Regions from separate parts of the Mus musculus genome. Here regions 1, 2 and 3 are each linked to region 4. The links are chromatin contacts, called in public capture Hi-C, promoter capture Hi-C and targeted proximity ligation maps. All regions are on one chromosome and are shown on one strand. The core of a region is the stretch at or near the end of the contact, and the rest is flanking DNA. Distances in the headings are between cores, read along the strand shown. Region 1 overlaps Dock8 (dedicator of cytokinesis 8). Region 2 holds the start of Dock8 (dedicator of cytokinesis 8). Region 3 has its middle 41 kb from the start of Gm34808. Region 4 holds the start of Dmrt3 (doublesex and mab-3 related transcription factor 3).

Region 1 (3,182 bases), core at 113-2,612, 550 kb after region 4:
GGAGCAATACTATATGTACTGTATATTTTAGTGGATTGAGTAGTTTTGCTCCTTTTAAAATATGTGTGTGTGTGTGTGTGTGTGTGTGTGCTGGTGAGTGTGTGCATGTGCATGAGGAGGCAATAAGTAGATGTTGGGTACCTTCCTCAATTCTTTAGTTTTGAGGGAGGGTCTTTCAGTTGGACCTGGAGCTTACTAAGTGGCTAAACTGGCTGCTCAGCAAGCCCCAGGGATACCCTCTGCCTCTCTAGCACTGGAGTTAAACTACATGCCTGTCACCATGCCTTGCTTTTTCTGGGGGTGCTGGGGAATCTGAGCTCAGGTCCTCATGACATCTCCTCGGGCCCTAAAATGTTTTTTTTTTAATTAAAATAATTATTAACTTCTTTGTAATTCTAGGGATCAAATCTGAGACCTTGCACATGTTACACAGGCATTTTGCTGCTGCTCTGTAGCCCTTCCCCCTAGTCCTCGCCACCCCAATCCAAAGTTTGCTTCTTTTCCAGAGTATTTCAAAACTGGGCATGCCAGTGCACACCTTTAACTCAGGCACCACGGAGGCAGGAGCAGGAGGGCTGTGACTCTGCGTTCAGTTTAGGGTACATGGCTGTTTCAAGAAGAAAGAAAGAGAGAGAGAGAGAGAGAGAGAGAGAGACAGACAGACAGACAGACAGACAGACAGGGGTTCAGAATCAGCACCCTTCCCATCTCATATTTTCAAAAAAATAATTTACCCTTCCTCTGGCAGAGAGTGCTGCAAAGTCCTACATTCTTTGGGTGTGAAGGCCACATGCAGGTCGTCATCGGTGAGGTCCCCCAGCTCCTGGGCCAGCTCTGCATCCAAGCTGTTTAAGTGTGTCATCACGAGTCCTTCAAAGTCCACTGGCTCGACAGGCTCATAAAGCTGAGGCTGGAGGGGAAAGGAGGGGAGAGGGTCGTTCCCACCAGGCTTCCTGGTGGAGTAGACAGACACACAGGCACGCAAGTCGGTGGATATCTGCCCTGCCCTCCCCTTCAACCCAGCGTTTTCACTTTTAGCCTAAATGAAGCGACTGGAGGAGCTGTCAAACTGCAATTGTGACAGGAGAGGTAAAGAAAGGCAGTAGCAGAAAGTCAAGTCACAACACGATGAGTAATTAAAATCCCTCCCCAAGGCAGAATTTTTCTCGGCTTAATTGCAGCCTGATGAGGAATCCTGAGGAGATCCAAAATGAGATCACAGGCTTTGAGGAATTTTTATAATTTCTCCTGCAAAAGCTCTCTCTCGGAGGCTATGCTTTTGTTTACCCAAACACAGTGAAAAAGAGAAAGAAGGCAACTCTCCAGAAACTCAGGCAAACGCAGCACTCCTCTGGCTGTGCGCTCAGATGCAGTGTTTCCCTTGGACCGAGACGGCTGTACACTGCTGCTCAAAGCCAGCAGCTTAGACACAGTCCCAGCTGACCTGGAGCCAGGCTTGTGGCTAAACCCCTCTATGGCTGAGGTTTCCAAACACTACTAGTCGGGAAGAAACGCACAGGACTGAACCTGGGCGAGCAACCCCTGAGGATCTGCTGAGGAAAGCTGCCCCATCTTCGTTTCATACTCCCACAGAGAGGGGGGAGGGGAGGGGGAGGGAATAGACAGGATAGAGACCCAGAGTAACTGAAACAATGTTGCTCTTCAGTTGATAGTATTAAGAATAGGCAACATTTTGCCAGTCCCGTATTAAACAAAATACGTCTAGCCCGATGCATGCAAAGATCCAGGAACCACTGCCTTAAGGCAGTGAAAGCCACTTAGATCAAGGAGACTGGCCCAGAAATAACAACAGCAGTAGAGGCTGCAGCCCTCTGACACAGCCCAAGTGAACGTTCGCTGTTCTGTTCCCAATCCCCAAAGCATCACAAAACAAAAGCCACAGATTCCGGACTTGTCCTATGGGAGGGCCAGCCTGAAGGAAGGGCTGACAAAACTGGTTTTTCATCCCCTTGAGCCCACATACCAGCAGGCCTTAAGCTGGGGTGGAGGAATAGTGCTGTTGAAGAGGCAAAGGGCAAAAGGGTGCCAGAATTTAACTATGTATGGCTTTCACTGTCTCCCTTTCCCTGAGACAGGAACAACTTACTCCTGAGAGAGAAGATACAGCTGCCGGTGATGGCAATTCTTAGTTGTCAACTTGACTATGTCTGGAATCAACTAAAACTCAAGTAGCCGAGCATACCCGTGAGAGGCTTTTCCTGATTGGCTCATTGGAGATAGGAAGAGCTACCTTATAAATCCAGATCATTTGAGGTCATATGACTCACCCTAAATCTGGGTCACACCTTCGGGTAGCAGCCCACAGAAAAGGGCATGGAAGAAGGAAGAGTTTTCTTGTCCCCTGCTTGCCCGCACTCTCTCTGATCTCATCTCTCCTGCTGCTGAGGCATCCCTTTATCAGGTTTAGAGCTTGCTTCTTTGGGATTCCAAAGTACATTAAAGTCCAGTTGAGAACCCAGCCTTGTGGACCGAACAACTGCTGGACTGTTGTCCTTTCTGTCAAAAGACAGCCATTGGTGGACTAGCCAGACTAGCCTGTAAGGGGGTTTAATAACCCCCTTAAATAAATAGATATTTATTCTACCAGTTCTGCTCCTCTAAGAAACCCCAAGTAAATCCACTACCTACTTCTGGCCCAGATTCTTTTAGATGGCTGACTTACATAGCACTCACTGTCAGCAGGATGCAATGGAGGCAGAAGAAAGCGTTACGGTTTGAACTGAGAGCAAAGAGATCCCTTCGATCATCAGGTGGCAAGAAGATGGGAAAGTATCCCCTGGTTCTGACTATAGCCTGAAGTCAGCCGAGGAAGGGACCACAGTCCTCATGGGCCTTTCCAAGTCAGTCTCACTAGAATCCAGTGGAATATGCATGTTAACTATCCCCATTTTCAGATGATATAATAATTTACCATTGATCATATAGCTAGGAAGTAGCACATTTGGAATTCAAGTATAGTCAGGCTGTCTTCTTAACCACTATAATTTTGATTATTTTTCTTGCATATATGCCTTCCACAGAGTCAGTATTTATTAAGATAACTGAAGTACAAAGTAATAGTTAAGTGTGTATCAAACCAGGTAAAAATTGCATCTACAACTTCCCACAAATTCTCCTCAAAACTTCTCAGGGGATTGGATGCTCAGATGTAATAGAAAATA
Region 2 (2,956 bases), core at 414-2,913, 610 kb after region 4:
CTTAGTTTGCAGCAAAACTTTGTAAGGAAATTTGAATGTAGCCTGGCTCTTGGTTTTCCTAACACTGTTTTGCTTGGGTGGTTGCTTCTGTTTTGTTTCCTTGTTGCAAGGTCTCTGTATGCAGCCTAGACTGGCATCCAGCTTGTGATTGTCTTGTCTCAGCCTCCTGAGGGCTGGGATGATGGGTAAGTCCACCACTTCTGGCTAAGGACTTTAATCCTCCACCCTTGGGTTATACCAACCCCGAAGCTCCTTGCAAGAGCGTCTCCAGGCTTGCATTAGGTCCCAGACAGTCACTTCAGATCAGTCTCACCCCTCCTGAATCCCTAACAGCTTCCTGCCCTTGTTCCTTGTTTCCTGGCTTTTTTTCTTTCTCATGACAGGGACAAAGAGAGGAGAAGCGGGGAAGGCAATGATGACAGCCATCAAAACTTCCTATGCCCCTACGGCCCCACTGCAGCCAGGACAGCCTGATGAGGGGAAAGGCTCCGATAGGAAGACTGAATTATGATATAGTTACCCTTTAGCATTTGTATACAGTCCACATTAATAATTAAACTAATTGGACAGATGAAATAGTGAAGGAAGTGAAAGGTCTTGCTCACAACTGCACAGGGAAACTCCACTGGCCCTCTGTGGTCCTTACCGCTCACTATTCAAGGATGGTGATTCCTAGTGACTCCAGCTTCACTCACTAGCAGCCCAAAGATGAATTACTGTGGGCCAGCGTCCCACATGCAAAAACAAACAAACAAGAACAAGAAAAAAACACCAACCCTGGAAGTCCTCCAGAGCGCTGCCCTTCCACATTATCTTTTAGCCAGGCAGTCTAGATTTCCCAGGTCAAGGCAAAAATGCCCCCTTGAATACTTGTCAGCAGTTTTCAGTGGAGGAAACGCCGCCGCTTGAGTCTACCGAGAACTTTATGAGTAGTCAACTCACAGAGATGTGGCGTGTGCAGCTCTGTTTATAAATTGGAAATCCCTGTGTTCTTCACTTTTCTAGAGTGCTAGAAATCTTTAAACGTCAGCTACAGCTCATTCCCTTTCGCTTATTTAAAGGAGGAATTTTTTTAAAATCATTTTTTCCACTTCATGGTTGGCTCCTTTTGGACCAAGGTATAAAAATAGCGCTGCCATCCAAAGCCAAGATGTTTTTTGGAAAGAGGGGGTTGAAAGAGCCCTAACCCTGGACCACGGACCGATCTGCTTCAAAGCAGGGCTGATTTTCAGCCACTTAGCTTCTTTCCGCTGTCTCCCGACTGGAAGGAAGGCGCAATTTGTTAAGCCAAGTTCGGGCGCGCGACCCCGCGCTCCGGGTCGGGCCACCTGTCTCAGAACAGCGAGGGCGGCGGGAGCCACGCCGGGTTGGGGAGGTGGCGCAAGACGCTGGTCCGGACAGCAGCGCGGGTGACAAGAGGACGAGAATGAGTCGCCACGGGGACCGGCGCGCCCCGCCGCGGACTGGCCAGGAACCGCGCCGTCTTACCTGTTGATCTTGAGCGCGAAGGCGCGGCGCTCGGCGCTCGGCAGCGTGGCCATGGCGCGCGCGCGCGGTTCCACGGCTTCGGGGCTCGCGGGGCTGCGGGGGGACGGGACCCGAACGCACAGCCGCTGCAGAGCCCGGCGCGCCCGGCGCCAGCCTCATCTGTCAGCCGCGCCGCGGAAACTTCCGCATTTCCACCTTGGCCGCGCAGCTCCCGGGGGGAGGGCTCTGCTCCCTCCGCCGCCCGCGGCGCCGCCCGGCCTGGCACGCACCGAGCGCTTGGCGAGGGCGTGGACGCCGCGCCGAGCCGCGCTCCGGATACTCAGAGTCGCCGGCCGCAGGCGCGCGTTTCCCCCGCCGCTGACCCGGGACCGACGGGCACGGTGGCTGCGGAGCGCGGACCGCGAGAGCTGGCCGGAAACGCCGGCGGCCGGAGCCGGAGGGCGACTGGGGCAGTGAGCGCTGGATCCAGAAGCAGCCAGCGGGGTCTGGAGGGGCCACCCGGTGGATTGACGCCATTCCTGGGAACATTTCTTTTTAAGGCAGCCTCTTAGGACATCAGTCGACTTTTTCCCAGCCGAAGGCGCACTGTCATTCATGGGACACTTTATTATAATGGCTGCATCCCACGAGTAAATATTAGGAGCTATATGACTTTTCATTTTAGAACCTGAGGGAATACACAGCATTGAGATTGACCGGTATCTCAACAGAGTTCTGTTTTACATGGAGAAACCTGACCAGACCACAAAGGAGAAATCTGGAGAAATAAAAATAAAAATAATCCCCAAAGGATGAGCGTGGAAAAGACTGTGCCTATTTCAAGTAATATATTTGGTCCAAGTTGTGTTGTATGAACTCCGTGTGTTTCCACTTGTCAACTTGCCTTCGGAAACACGAAAGGGCTATATTTTTGGCTCAAAGCTGCAGAGTCTAGATATGGAAGCCACAAGCCACATGTGGCCGTTGGCCACTTGAATTTTTGGTTAGTCTAAAGTGAGATGGGTTGGAAAATAAATACACACTGGGTTTCCAAGACAGTACAGAAAAAAAATAAGGCAAAATGTCTTAATTTTTGTATTGATTGCATGTTAAAAACAATCCTTTGGAAGCTGTTAAGTTAAGAAACATATTATTAAAGATAATTTCACCTGTTTGTTTTTCCCTGTATTAAAATGTGGCTCCCATTAAGAAGATGTAAAAATTACTTCCTTAGCTCACATTTGCTGGCACATTGAGTTCTTACTGAACAACACTGGTCCACTACAACTTAATTTGTAACCTAATACTAAAATACTGGCCGACCATATGCTATTTATTCTTGGCAGCCTTCTTCCTCTGCTTCTGGGTAGGTAGTTGAGCAAACCTTCAGAGCTGGTTAGGTAACTCTCCCCCTCCCTCATACCAATGCCTTTAAACATAAAAGACAATGTGTACAACATAACAATACAGAGACTCTAAGTACAGACCG
Region 3 (2,753 bases), core at 186-2,685, 860 kb before region 4:
TTTTTTTGAGTTTTTTGAGACAGGGTTTCTCTGTGTAGCCCTGGCTGTCCTGGAACTCACTCTGTAGACCAGGCTGACCTTGAACTCAGGAATCCACTGGCCTCTACCTCCCAAGTGCTGAGATTAAAGGCCTGCACCACCACTGCCCGGCTTGTGGGTAGCTTTCTTATGCACATTATCTGCCTCTAGTCTAGCACCATTATCTCTGGTCCTATGAGTAATGTGGCTTGTCCATATGAACTTCTGCTACCGACTTTTAACATGGTTTCATATATGAAACTGTATGACAAACAAGAATGGCATCTCAGGGGGCAATTGGAGGCCACACAGCTGTTGATGGTGGATTGCTATGCTGGTTAATCTTTGTCAATTTGACATAAATCAGAGTCACCTAGGAAGAGGGAGCCTCAGTTGAAGAATTGCCTTAATCAGATTGGCCTGTGAGCATGTTTGTGGGGGCAAATGGATTGCTTATTGATGCAAGGGGGCCTAGCCCATCGTGAGCGGTAGCATCCCTGGATGGGTGGTCCTGGGCTATAGAAGCAAGCTAGTAAGCAGCATTCCCCTATGGTCTCTGCTTTAGTTCCTGCCTCAACTTCCTTCGATGGTGGATTGTGGTCTGGAAAACCTGTAAGAGGAAATAAGCCCTTTCCTTCCCAGGTTGCCTCTTGTCGGTATTTTATCATAGCAGAAGAGAGGAATCTAAGGTGCTTATCCTGAAGCTCTTGCACCAGTTTGGCCTGGAAGTGGAGCCTTGGGACCGTGCAGGGATACCAGGAAGTAGAGGTAGTTAGCACTGCCCAATGAAAGAGGAATGTGAGGTTAAAAAACCGGAAACGCACCCAAGGCGTTGGAGAGCGCTCTCATTGAAAAGCACCCAGGTTAAACAGATCCAATCTAGGTCAACAGAGTGGCTGGCAAAAGCATCACTCCCCATCATGCACATAAAACTCATCTCCTTGAAAAGACAGGAGCTGGAAGCACTTTAATGAAAGACTGAAGGTGAGCAGGGTGGAGGACAGTCGCACCTCGAAGCTGACAGCTGTCTTCAAGACCATCAAGGCAAATCCCAGCGTTTCCTTCTTTGTTTGCCTCTTCCAAGAATAGGCTGCCAAACCCAGGCACCTGCAGCTTTCCCGTCACTTCCCAAGCTGCTGACATTTTCTCCAGGTCAGAGCCACTGCATGCAAATACCTGTCTATCTATTCACGCCTGCCACTCAGGCAGCGAGGCAAAAAATCTGGACTCAATCCCTGCCTTGGGATAATTGCTTAGCAAACAGGATGCACATAATCCATTTTCATTATTAATACTCCAGTTAGGAGCCAGACTCTGTGTTTGGTTTCTCATAATGAGAGCGGCCTTACAATGGAGGTGATGCAATCTACCATTCAGCTCACAGCACTGTGAGGAGGCAAAAAAAACCTCCCCCCTCCTGTGGCAGATTTAGATTCTAGGCATTTCTGTTCCTGTAAAGCAGCAGGCTGGATGAGCCCACTATTGAAGAGTAAGACGTGCTGCGTTTCTTGCCTGGCTGATTTTGTAAAAATGTCCTGCCTGCTCATTTGCTTATTGTTCCTAATCTCCACCCGATAGCTCCTTCGAAGGCATCTGCCCCTTACCACTGCACACCCTGGGAGCAAAACTGCTGGCATGAAGGAAAAGTTTGAAAATGATTGCCAAGCAGTGCTAATTCAGATATAACCAGCCCGACCCTGGTGGCTGGCTCAACCACGCAGCAGAAACCTGGTTAGATTTTAAAGGTTATTTTTTTTTAAATGTGCAAACTAGAGGTGCTTCCTGAAGAGAGTTGAAAGAGTTCTAGGGTGGCTTCGCTTCTCCTCCACAACTTTCATTCCATCTCAGTGGAAAGTAGTTTGCTATTAAAAGGCAAGATAATCCATTATCACTGTGAGTCCTGAACTGCCAGGGGGAAGCCCGCAGCTGGCTGGAAGGAAGGGCTGATAACTTGCATTTAAAGAAAAAAAAATCAATTGCCAGTTGGTGTCTTGCCATCATTCAGAAATAAGGCATAAATGTGACCACAGGTGGAGGAACTGGGTCCCTTGGAGTCTGTGCAGTGGGATTTGAAGTTTTCCTGTTTACCTCTGTCTGGATTAGTTCGAGCCGTTTGGATCCACGGTGACTGAGTTGGTTATTTTTATCAGGTTCTTTGGTGACAGGTGCCCAGGTTACAAGAAACAAATTGGCACTAATTGGACACTCCTGTTGGCATCTTGGCAGGAGAGTGCATCAATAGCTTGATCTGGGAAGCTGTGCATTAACCGGAAGGGGCATGGCCAAGCTGTTGTGCAGCTCCTGTTTATTTGAATTTGCCTGCTTTAAGAACAAGAGGGATGCTAATTTTCACTAGTATTCTAGCATTATGGCTGCAAACACACCTATACTTGTCCCAGAGGGAACCTTCAATGAAAGTATGCTTATGAAATCCTTGTCACCCCATTTACCAGGATAATTGATGTGGGATATGGCCCAGTGGCAGCACAAGGGTGGCCACATGGTTTCTCAGTGGGCAGGGTCGTTGTCATTTTTTTCACCAGTATGTTTGACAGCCAATCTGCCTCATAGTAGTAGATGCAGAATAAACAACTGTGAAGAAAATACATATTTGTTGAATGACTGGATGTAGCCCCCATCCTTGTGAGTGAATCACCATCCTTTCAACTTGAATCGTCAACATGGAGAGTTAGACCAGATGTTAGCACTCATCTAAGCAAGCTGCCCTCATTGTT
Region 4 (2,841 bases), core at 203-2,702:
TTCTCCACTGTAGGCCAAGTTTTGGTTTTAATTTCTTCACACCACAGCAGCCCGGGAAATGGCAATAAAGGACCAAAGAAGTAGTTCAGCAAAAGAGAGTTAAGTAGCTTCACTTTGGAGCCTTTTCCTTAGAGTTCTTAAAAGGCGCCTTTTTTTTTTTTTTTTTTTTCAAATTCTAAGTCTTGAGGCCTCTTAGCCTGGCTAAAAAAAACAAAACGACTCCTAGTTCCTTTAAGTAAGAGACAAAACGCCTGTTCCGGACCAAGCCAAGAATCACCTAGAAACAGCAAAGCACTGGGCCCTGACTGCTAGCCAGCACCTACTTACCCCCTCGCTCCAAGTGAGAGCCCCCACCCGTCTAAAACCCGCAGCCCGGATAACCCTCCTCATTGTGGTGTGTTTAAAGTCGGTCTTCCCCAAGACATCATTTTATTTTTAAAATTGACCTGCTATGTTCCCTTTCAACCCGGGGAAAGCCTCTGACGATAGGGACACAGCCAGGCGATCTGGTTGGCCCCTCTGGCGGGCTCCTGGGTTCCATCGGCTTCAGACTCTCGAGACCCCCTTTCCGGGAGAGTAAGAACCGGTGCCTGGTGGGGGTGGGGCAGGTCCAACCAGGTCCACTTCCCACAAACTTGTCTTCGGCCTTCCCCCACGATCCCGAAGAGCCCTCGAAGCTCCCTCATTCGGAGCGCGACCCCAGCGCCGCAGACGCTCTCACCTGGTTTAGCAAGCTGCGCTGGCAGCGTCCCGGGCTGGGGCTCCGCGACCCAGCGCAGCGCGGCGGCCGCGGCCAACTCCGCGGTGGGACGAGGCGGCGCGGGCGGCTGGGACGCTTGGGAGGCTGGCGACGACTGCGAGGCGGTAGCGGCGGTGGCCGCAGCGTCCCCCGGCGGCGGGGGCCCTGGCAGAGCCCGCAGCGAGTCCGGGATGAGGCTCTCCAGGCTCTCGTTGGCCTGCTGCCTGCGCAGCGCCACCTGCGCCGCCATCACCCGCTGCCGCTCGATGATCAGGATGCACTTCTCGCAGGTGCAGTCCTTGAAGCGACAGTAGCGCTTGTGGCCCTTGAGCCAGGACAGCACCCCGTGGTTCCGGCAGCGCGCGCACTTGGGCGTGCGCTGCAAGGGCGCCCGCGGCGGCTGCGACACCGGGCCGCCCATGTACAGGTAGGGGGAGCCGTAGCCGTTCATGCCCAGGGCTCCCCCCGGCCGGCGGCGGGAGCTGGAGCACAGAGCTCGGAGGCCCGCTCTCGGGAGGCCCCGGAAGGTCCGCGGCGGCCGGAGCTACGGCAGCAGTCTCCCCGGCTCCGATGGCGCTCGCAGCCCGCCGGTACCCACGCGTGCCGCCTCTCTGCCCGCCGCTCTCGGGGCGCAGGCTCCACCCGCAGGTCCTCCCACGCTGAGGCTCTCCAGCAGCTGCAAGGAGCCGGGGAGAGCTCTGATTACGGTCTGAGCCACTTCCTTCCCTGGTCCCTTCCTCGCAGACTGGACCCAGCACCTCCTCCGCCACCCTCCCCCCCCAGTCCCTCCTCCCTCCCGCCGCCACCCCCCCCCCAATCGGGGTCCCAGCCTCCTTGCGCTCCCCACGCGCTTTCCTCCTCCCTGGCAGGCACCCCTCGGGTTCCTGCACCTCACCTTCCCCGCCACCTGCAGCCTGGCCTCTCAGGCGGGGGCGCTCACAGCCCCCTCTGCCAAGCGCTCTGTTACCCCTTCCTGAGCCGGGAGGGACTGCGCCGCTGCGGTACCGCGGGAGCGCTGGGCGGACCGGGTGTGGGGCGGGGGACGATGGGGAGGGGGGTGGGTGTTTGTAAGCCAGCCGGCAGGCCTCTCCCCTACCCTCTCACGTCGCTCCAGCACTGGCCTCGAAGCACTGAGCCCTAGACCGCTTTCCTTCCCACCCTTGGCCTCAGCCATTCGGAGCTTGCGAGGGAATTGAGGGTACTCCGCAGGTCGGCCCCGGGAGAACCGGGTTTCAAGAACCGGAAAGTCTCCACCTGGCAAGAGGAATCAAAAGAGGGGTAGTAGTGATTCGGGAATTCTTCGCTTGGTTTTGCAATCTAGTTTCTTTTTCATTGCTACAGAAGAAAAATGAGTATTTTTTTTTTTAATCTGTCAGGCTTCAGGAAGACAACTCGTTTTATAGGGTAACTTCAATTTTCTACTTAACCTCCTCTTGTCTTTAAAATAAACAATCTCTGCCTTGAATGACCTCTCTGCCTTGGACTGCCAAGTGCTCTCTTGGATGTTTTTCTTAAGCACTGTTTAAACTTTCCGAGGGTGTAGGGAGAAGACACATTAGTGGCCCCAAAGTTACCTGGTATTTTGTTCACGCAAAGGCCACTGAATCAGCCAAGGTCCGGAATTGCCCAGTTCAAATCCCCACAGACGCTGTGTTTTACTTAAGAATAAGGAATAGACCCTACTCGTAACAATCTTTGCGTGACGATGAAGAGTCTCCTGTATAACCTTAGACTGCATAAGCCTTTTTTTTTTACAGCATAAATTTCGTTTATACTCTTTGCTTGTTTTCAGTATTGGTTTGTCCAATGTCGAGTATTACTACGTACGTGTAGAGAAGGCTGCCTTTTTTCACTCAACCAAGAAAACAACCGAACAAAAATCAAGGCATAAAGTAGGCTCAGGACCGCTTTAACAACTCAGTGGGAAGGAGCCAACGGAAGTCCCGGACGGTCTTTTAGCGGCCCCTGGGAACGTGCGCTCCGCTTCTTACTGTGTGGGTGAAAGTTAACGTAAACGGGTCTGCTGCGGTACCTGACTCCTGAACTGCACAGAGACCATAGTCTCTTTCTGGAGGTCGCTTTCCAGTGCCCAGCCCTACCGC

What was found. Promoter capture Hi-C pulls out the DNA fragments that hold promoters and counts their contacts. Capture Hi-C pulls out chosen DNA fragments and counts their contacts.
Region 1: a promoter capture Hi-C map of pre-B cells shows a contact between it and region 4, with 2.2 times the contacts expected there. A contact is called at or near these places in 4 of 39 promoter capture datasets (the 3T3-L1 cell line, hippocampal neurons, pre-B cells and 1 more) and 2 of 130 datasets of targeted methods (embryonic midbrain and large pre-B cells).
Region 2: a capture Hi-C map of embryonic stem cells shows a contact between it and region 4, with 4 times the contacts expected there. A contact is called at or near these places in 2 of 39 promoter capture datasets (the C10 cell line and hippocampal neurons), 3 of 484 Hi-C or Micro-C datasets (all in embryonic stem cells), 5 of 130 datasets of targeted methods (embryonic forebrain, embryonic hindbrain, embryonic midbrain and 2 more) and 3 of 9 other capture datasets (embryonic stem cells, embryonic tail and embryonic trunk).
Region 3: a targeted proximity ligation map of forebrain shows a contact between it and region 4, with 7 times the contacts expected there. A contact is called at or near these places in 3 of 39 promoter capture datasets (the 3T3-L1 cell line, HPC-7-derived erythroid cells and hippocampal neurons) and 2 of 130 datasets of targeted methods (embryonic forebrain and forebrain).

Annotation. Positions count from the first base shown.
Region 1 is chr19:25,058,836-25,062,017 of GRCm38.p6, reverse strand. Dock8 (dedicator of cytokinesis 8) reads right to left here. Exons shown (of 48, transcript NM_028785.3): 3 at 735-910. Among named protein-coding and RNA genes, the nearest start is that of Ndufb4b, 27 kb to the right of the region's middle.
Region 2 is chr19:24,998,236-25,001,191 of GRCm38.p6, reverse strand. Dock8 (dedicator of cytokinesis 8) reads right to left here and starts at 1,663. Exons shown (of 48, transcript NM_028785.3): 1 at 1,489-1,663. The coding sequence starts at 1,541.
Region 3 is chr19:26,465,938-26,468,690 of GRCm38.p6, reverse strand. No RefSeq gene overlaps it. Among named protein-coding and RNA genes, the nearest start is that of Gm34808, 41 kb to the left of the region's middle.
Region 4 is chr19:25,609,148-25,611,988 of GRCm38.p6, reverse strand. It overlaps Dmrt3 (doublesex and mab-3 related transcription factor 3), which reads right to left and starts at 1,452. Exons shown (of 2, transcript NM_177360.3): 1 at 722-1,452. The coding sequence starts at 1,190.